Linked DNA regions of Mus musculus: region 1 is linked to region 2. The links are chromatin contacts, called in public HiCAR-type maps. All regions are on one chromosome and are shown on one strand. Each heading gives the region's core, a stretch centred on a gene start, on an enhancer-like site or on the middle of the called end of the contact. The rest is flanking DNA. Distances are from core to core; before and after follow the strand shown.

The links. HiCAR-type assays count read pairs that join an accessible place to other places.
Region 1: a HiCAR-type map of Th17 cells shows a contact between it and region 2, with 3 times the contacts expected there. The contact joins two enhancer-like sites. A contact is called at or near these places in 3 of 484 Hi-C or Micro-C datasets (Th1 cells, Th2 cells and macrophages) and 2 of 115 datasets of contacts at active chromatin or transcription factors (CD8 T cells and Th17 cells).

What each region holds. Positions count from the first base shown.
Region 1 is chr15:9,869,039-9,873,207 of GRCm38.p6, reverse strand. No RefSeq gene overlaps it. Among named protein-coding and RNA genes, the nearest start is that of Spef2, 120 kb to the right of the region's middle. Within about 2 kb of position 2,652, at least 24 of the 459 cell types and tissues checked have an H3K27ac peak or open chromatin away from gene starts, as enhancers often do. A contact at or near this core is called in CD8 T cells, Th1 cells, Th17 cells and 1 more, where this site is marked.
Region 2 is chr15:9,573,271-9,577,400 of GRCm38.p6, reverse strand. No RefSeq gene overlaps it. Among named protein-coding and RNA genes, the nearest start is that of Il7r, 45 kb to the right of the region's middle. Within about 2 kb of position 2,415, at least 47 of the 459 cell types and tissues checked have an H3K27ac peak or open chromatin away from gene starts, as enhancers often do. A contact at or near this core is called in CD8 T cells, Th1 cells, Th17 cells and 1 more, where this site is marked.

The sequences.
Region 1 (4,169 bases), core at 1,403-3,902, 300 kb before region 2:
AGATACAATTTGCAAATCACAAGAAAATCATGAAGAAGGAAGATCAACATGTGGATACTTCATTCCTCCTTAGAATAGGAAACAAAATACCCATGGAAGGAGTTACAGAGACAAAGTTTGGAGCTAAGACGAAAGGATGGACCATCTAGAGACTATCCCACCTGGAGATCTATTCCACAATCAGCCACCAAATGCAGGCATTATTGCATATGCCAGCAAGATTTTGCTAGAAGGTCCCTGGTATAGCTGTCTCATGTGAGACTAGGCCTGGCAAATACAGAAGTGGATGCTCACAGTCATCTATTGGATTGAACATAGGGCTCCCAATATAGGAGCTAGAAAAAGTACCCAAGAGCTGAAGGGTCCTGCATCCCTATAGGCGGAACAACAATATGAACTAACCAGTATCCCCCGAGCTCATGTCTCTAGCTGCATATGTAGCAGAAGATGGCCTAGTCAGCCATCATTGGGAAGAGAGGCTCCTTGGTATTGCAAACTTTATATGTCCCAGTACAGGGGAACACAGGGCCAAGAAGTGGTAGTGGGTGGGTAGGGGAACAGGGTGGGGGGAGGGTGTAAGGGAGTTTCAGGATAGCATTGGAAATGTAAACGAAAAAAATATCTAATAAAATTTTTAAAAATGAAAAAGAAAAAAAAAAGAAGGTTGAACACCACCCCCTTATGTGTAGAGTGTTAATTCCAAGGAAGGCTGTTTCTTTCACAGTTATCATGAAGGCTGCTGTTGTTAGAATTTTCAGAGTTATCACGCTGGACTCTGGTATTCTCTGTCCAGTCAAGAGTTGGACCTTCAGCTCTGTACTATAAATATGTACCTCAGCTGATTGTGTTTTAGTTTTCCCGTGCATGTATGTGTAGAGGTCAGAAGTCAATTTTGAATTCCTCTCTCTATTACTCACTATCTTCTCTTTTGAGATGGGTTCTCTCATTAAGCCAAGAACTCCTTGTTTCTGCTTGACTCACTGGACAGTGAACTACAGGGACCTGCCTCTTCTCTCTTACCAAGTGCTGTGGGTTCCAGATCTTCATTACCTTGACTACTTCTTTTATGTAGAACTTAGATTCTAATGCTACTGCAGCTAGCATCTTACCTACTGAGCCATCTCCCTAGCCCCACCCCAGTGGACTCTAATGCACATATTGAAGGTGAGACATGGGACAAATATCATCTCCTCTAGATGCTCTAACACGTAGATTTATAAGAAGAAGCATGTTGTTCCTACTTCTCCAGCCTTATCTCCTGTGAGCACCTCTGTACCACAGCAGGAGAACTTACAGATCAGAGCTTCAAATCTTCACGTATTTCCCCACCTTCTCTTTGCTTTCCTAGGAGCCGCTACACCCTGTAGTGCTGCTTGTGTACTGGCAGGATCTATGGATCATCACTCACACTGTAACCAGAGAGAGGAACATCTTATCATTATTCACAGTCCTTCCCTGTACTCTCTGACTTATCTGCTTCTTGCTGTGAAAGATAAAGCTCTCCCATAAATGTTGCTTCAAGATTCATAGTCCCCACCACATTTACAACACTGATTTTCTACCTTTAAAAAGTGCATCTATATCTTCCAGCAGATAAAAGCAGTTTGAAGGCGGAATTTTAACCCTTTAATCACAGTGTCTATCATAAGCTAAGCCCAAGGGGAAGCTGAACTACAGTGTGTACAATTAGCAAAATACGATGCTTTGTCCAAAATCCATCCATTCATTCATGTTTGCACGTATATCCATGTATACCCATCGGAAATTCCATGTCCCATATCTTTGCATAAACATTAGTAATTTGAAAGCTGCTTACAAAGTTGTGAATTTTAATTACTTTCTGTATTTTTAGGTTGATTTAACTACAGAGGAGAAAATAGAACTAAATTGTCTACATTGATCAGGCCTCTGAGAAGGTAATAGGTTTCATTTTTACTTCAGTAGTCTTAGTGTCCTTCAGCTACTCATCCATCCTGTGGATAGCTTTTATGTATGTATGTATGTATGTGTGTATGTATGTATGTATGTATGTATGTATGTATGTGTGTGTGTGTGTGTATGTATGTATGTATGTATTATTTACTTATTTATTCACTCATTTATTTAATTATTTCTGTATAATACTCCAAAAAGCTACAGCCCCAAAGCACTTCTGGTGCTAGACTGTGCAATGTGTTCATTGTATCTCAAATCATTGTCAAAGCAAACATGGGGTCTTTGTAGCACAAAATGACTTCTGTAGAGCTTCCCACTTCTCCCTGACTCACTCTACTTCAGAGTCAAGAAGGTGAGTTTGGATGAGAAACAATGTGAGTAGCAATCCTTGGAGTGTTTTCCTGTATAACCTGTGGCTCCTAACAAAGTCAGAAGATGGGGAAGAATGCAGGAGCTAAGAAAACAGTAGCACAAAGGTACTCACAGGAACTAAGGCTAGACAGGCACTTGGGTGGGAATTGCATGAATTTTCTTATAAATTGCCTTTAATTTTTAAGCAGGGCAACCTCAACATGCACAGAAATACTTATTTGAGCCTCCTTCTGTATTTTGGAAATCCACGAGCCTCGATGATTGCAGCTTCTACCCAAAGAGGGAAGGCCTATGATGCTGTGGGTGGAAAGGAAGTGGGGGGCAGACTCCAGGTACCTCACTCTTTTACTCATCTCCTTGTCAGGTTATGACAATTTCGTGCTTCTGCAAATCCACCTGCCAAACAATTCCAGGAACCAGAGATTTGTCAGCGAGCCACAAGCACAGAATTCTTACTTCTGGGCTCAAGAGGCTGCCTCTCAGCACAGACAAGGTTTGCAGAGTGTGATGAGAGCCACTGTGGGCTGGATGAGCAGAGTGTGGTGATAAAGAGGAAATAGGACTTAATAGTAGACCTCAGTGTCATTGTGAAGTCAATCACCACCTGCTGCACATAATTTACTCCCCTTTTGGTGGCTACAGGAAGTTCCTGGAATTGGCGTGCAATAAGGACAGAACCCACCCCTGAGTGAGTAAGACAGTCAGGCATTCAGCTGGCTGTAGAGGCAAACAGGCCAGGACTGAACAGAGGTTTCAGCCCAGTACATTTCTATTCGTTTTTCTCTCCAAGAACTACAGCAGGGGGAAGATTCATTTTCAGGTGCGAAAACATTTTCGCACCCTCTTACATGGTGAAAAGCTGCTGTCTGTTTTTGCCTTTCATTTTCTGTCCCCCTAAACTCAACTTCAGACCAGCCCATAAAACAGGCAGAAAATTCCATTGCTTAATTTTGTTAGTGATGACTTTGTTTTCAGACATGACGGGCACATTTTGAGTTTTGTTGCTATTTTATTTCCATAAAAGAAATAGTTTTCCATGACAGATACTCAGTTCCTCCTTAGGCAAAATGCTAGAAGATAAAAAGAAAGAAGGAAAATTGTGTTTCCTACTCTGTTTTGCCTTTGTTCTTGATATTAGTGTTCAAATCTAAAGGCTACAGAGGAAGAAAACTGCAAAATGAATGTTTAATGATGTCTATGTATGTGAATGCATACATAAAGGAAATTCATATTATATGTTATAAGTCTAAAAGATAAATATAGAGAATATATCAAATACATGTTATACAAAATAATGTTCCTAGAATATAGAAAATAATATTTCATGTGCATTGAGTAATATATATATTATTTGGCCCTCACAGAGCAAGTCAATAATATACTAATTATTTCAATACATTTTAATGTTTCTAATTTTTGATTCATGAACCTAGGACATGCATCTTTCTTTCTCACAGTAGTCTAGAAAATGACCCAGAAAAAAAAATTCCTCCAAAGCCTGCTTTCAAGACCCGCTACTTTAGATATAAGTATTTCATGCCACTGCCTTGAGAGCTAATGAGAAAAGTCAACCTAAACCTATTTCAAAAGCAGGATCTTTACCCAAAGAGTATCAAATATTTTGGGAAGATATTACTGAAATTATTGGATATTATTATTTGCCTGTGAATAACTTTCATCCTAAACATTTAGTCTTTTTCATATTTATGAGTCATAAGCCATATTCATTCATCTCTTGACTATTTACTTTAAAAATATTCTTTCTGATGAAACAGAAGTCTGGTTCATAATGAAAATGGCAAAGAAACTCCCCTTACTTTAGCTTCCTTACATTAGCTGACCTTGGGTTCACCTCTTCCATT
Region 2 (4,130 bases), core at 1,166-3,665:
TTTCTGGATGCTTCTTCCACTTCCATAAAATTTACAGGTTTTGTGAAAGCTTACAGGTCCTCACATCTAGCTGTGTCCACTTCAAGGAACAATCTCTTCCTCTTCAATAAAGAATCAGATCTTAGAACAGCTGTCCAGGCAACTGTCCTTAGGAGGTCATTACCATAGGTCCTTAGGAGGTCATTACCATAGGTTCAAAGGAGGTGTTATCTCCAACCAATCTGTCTTAAAAACATTCCAACAAATAAAAACAGAATTCTTTATCTAATTTAATCTCACTAATTCATAAGATTACCACTGACAAATAATGCAGAGGAGGTTTATGTAACTGCTAAAAGTTACAGAGCTATAAATATAGACAGAAACTAGAAGCCAGTTTTTCAACCCCAAAGCCACATACTTACCTCGTTTTTTGTTTGTGTATAAAACACCAACTGCACAAGCACAAGGTGGAGAAACTATAGCTTAGTGGTGCCTTAAACCAAAAGCTGTTCTTTATTCAAACTAAATCTAACCTAACATAATGTGTTATGTTATCCTTAGGATGCTGATATCCTTGGAATACTAATGGTAATGTAACAGTTAAAATAAGGGATAAGCTAATTTTTCTGTGATCTGCTGTGGCAAGATCTCAACAGCAACTTTCTACACAGTTCATGGACACACAGTTTTACATCATGTGCTATAAACACAGATAAATAGAATATGTTACATAGAATTATAGTTTATTAGCTATATAAGTCATGTGCATGTATGCATTTTGCATATTTGCATGCTTTATATCATGTGGTCTTAAATATATACACTATATAATACCTATATATCATTATACTTACATGTTATCTATTAAAAAAGAATCACAGTATATCTGCAAGGAAACCCAGAAGTCCTTGGCTTTGAGAAGAGAAAGTTTGGGTTTAGAAAGAATGTAAACAATAATCAAACAGCAATAAGATTTGATGAGACAGAGGATATCTGGGTTATGCTGTGATTACCAAGTGCTGACAAGAAATAAAAGTATAAACCACACAAGCTGTTCAGATGAAGTAGCTTTTCTGTGTTCCCTAAGGATAAGCCACTCTTGGTGATGTGGTGAGTGATAACGGCCCCTCTTGCAAGACGAACATATGTGCTCTGATTGGGCAGGGTAGCAGCTATCAGGGATGTGTGTGAGGACAGTCATCTAGTACTTCGCAGCCTTAACTCTTCTAACATCCCATCTCTAGTGAGCCATTGTGTTGTGAACCATCAACTCTCTTCTTAGCTACTCTCTACCTAATGGGCCATTTTGATGCAGTCTTCACCAAGGATGTATCAGTTCTTCCTCTAGTACTCTCTGAGCAGTGCTTGAAAAATCCTTTCTAGAGAACTAAAATAACACCATGAAGCTGTTTCTCTACCCAATCCTGATGTTTTCTATTTGAAGATTACAGTGAAGTAAAGTGGGTGTAGGTGCTAAGTACTTGCTTGGATGACTATGGCCCCATCCATCTCTAAAGTTCTCCTAACCAGTCCTGTAGTTATGGAAATGTCGCAGATTCTCCTAGTCTCCCTTATTCAAACTTTCAAAGCTAACTCGGCCTCTTCCCTCACACCCAAATCTCAGTCACTATTGCTATAGATAGATAACCCTCACAATGGCCACCCCTGTCTCAATGGCACTCAAGCTCCCATCATGAACAAAAGACATCTCCCATCAACACAATTCTAGAAATGTAAACTAACTTGGTAGGGAGGAGATTTCCTCCTAACCTCACACTTGTTTATACTAAATCTATACATAGAACCACATTAGAGTATACATTACTAGAAAGCAAGGATTTATGAAAGCTAGTGAGATCCATAGTTTATTCCAGTCATCTCTTTTTAGGACCTTGACCCTGGTGTTACCCTAATCAGGCCAGTTATGAAGCCACCACCAACCTTACTTTCTCCTGCTTGTCTCCTTTCTAAACAAAGCTGCCATGACTCTTTCCTGATACCCTTTGCAATTCATTCCACCTCTTTTCACATTTCACTAGATTTGGCCTAATAAAACACATCATGTCACCTACAGGTGCAACTCCATCTACTCCCAAAAGTTTTCATGTCAGTTCCACAACAAAGCCTTGATACACAGAGGCATCTCTGGGCATCCTGTTGAGCCAGACGTAAGCAAAGTCACAAGCAGATTACCCTAAGATTCGAAGTATAAGTACAAAGAAAATGTTGTTTTCAAGCTTGCTTCAAAACAAATCTGGAAAGAGATGCTGGCCCAGACTTGTGGCTGCAGTTCAAAGCCCCAAAGGGGACCAGGGGGCTCAAAGGTGTGCCTTGAGCATTTCAGCTCAAACACTTGCTGTATCTTTTGCTAACTTCAGGCTAACCACAGGGAGACAGCTACTCTGTTCACCATTTCTTAAACATCCTCACCTTGCTATGCCCCCACAAACCAGGCAGAAACCACAACATCCTTCTAGTATACGACAGGCTTCACCATGTACTCTGGAGGCGGAGAGCTTAGTCTTCTTCCCCTCCACTTTCACTGTCTGAGCCCATTTCGTACCAAAGTCCCTGCAAATTAAAGTCTTTGCTGGCATGCTACCTCCGTGCGTTGGAAGGCACCACTTAGCTTCCAGATGCTACAAGAACCCCTTACATGTTTCTTCTGAATTTCTGCATTTAAGAGTTTGATTCATTCTGCCAGGACCACAGACTAGAAACTTCCTTTAAAATGGCATGTAAGACTAGACCACTGTCATATTTTAAGCAGGCAACTTCCTTCAAGCTGATGAGCATAGTTGTAATAGATGACATTTTCTTAAAGAAGTAGAAGTAGCTATCACGTAATGTTTTTTTTTTAATATATTTTTGATAAAGATACACTCACTGTTGGCCTTTAAACATTTATATAAGGTGTATTTTACTATGCTCAGGATATAACAAAAGGAGGCAAGGCATGAATATTTAGCAAGAATCTGGGATTTTTAACCAGGAAGAAACTCGCATAGAGTTTAATTCCTTTGTCTGAGAAACATTTTAGACATTAAACCTCTAAAGAGCTGAGTTCTGAGACTCTACTACTCAAGCAAAGCCACTGCAACATAGGAGCCATAATAATAAAGGTTTCTTTTATACATCTAAGTTTGATGTAGTGGTCAAATGAAGGCACATTCAGTATGCAAAATTTCTCTGATTTCTCCTATTACATGATTATGAGGCTATTTGGAGCATGGGCTGAAAATACAGATTTCTGGGTAGTCTTCTTCAAAATATGCAACAGACCAGAAATGCAGAAATTGATTTCTTATACCCATAAAGTCTTACCAATATGACCTCCTAAAGGTGAGCTGAACAAGGACATGACAGAATGGATAGGTAAAAGCTTAACTCTTCACAGAGAACTATAGGCAACTAAAGAAGGATGGGAGCAGGAGAGTTGTTCTTACTCAAGGATGAGAACACCAATGGCCAAATGGGAAGCCCTGAAAACATGCATACAAGTAACATTATTTAACAGGATATATATATATATACATGCATATATGTCATATGTACATGGAATAACAATTAAAAACGAGGCCATAGATTTGAAGGAGAGCAGAAGGAATATATAAGAGAGTTTGGAGAGAGAAAGAAAAGGGATAAATATTGTAATTATAACTCCCCCCAAAATATTTTAAAAGTGATTTCCTAGTCTTTTTTTTTTCTAACGTTTCCATTTTTTTTAAGGAGTACAAGATATAGTTCACTCTCTCCTTAAGTTCTTTAATTGAAAATGGAGAGCAAGCCTTATGATAAATAGCAATTGGCTTCATGCTCAAGGTTAGCTAGGGAGGTCACAGAGCTTGGCAAAGGGCCATAGCACAAGGTTAGCTATTGGCATGACAAGGGGCAGAGCACACGTTAACTGGCAACTACCAAATGTTAGCTGAAAATAAATTCAGAACATTTTGCAAAGTCCCTTGGGTTTTAAATGTTAATGATTAATTCAAATGTCTTATAATGCTATGTGGTCCAACGTTGCATAAAATAAATAAATATAGTGTACGAGACTTTTACATGACTTATGGTTTGTCACTTTCCTATGGTCAGACTTTCCAGAGGACATCATTTTAAGTAAGTTACAAACCACTGGTCTCCACATTGAG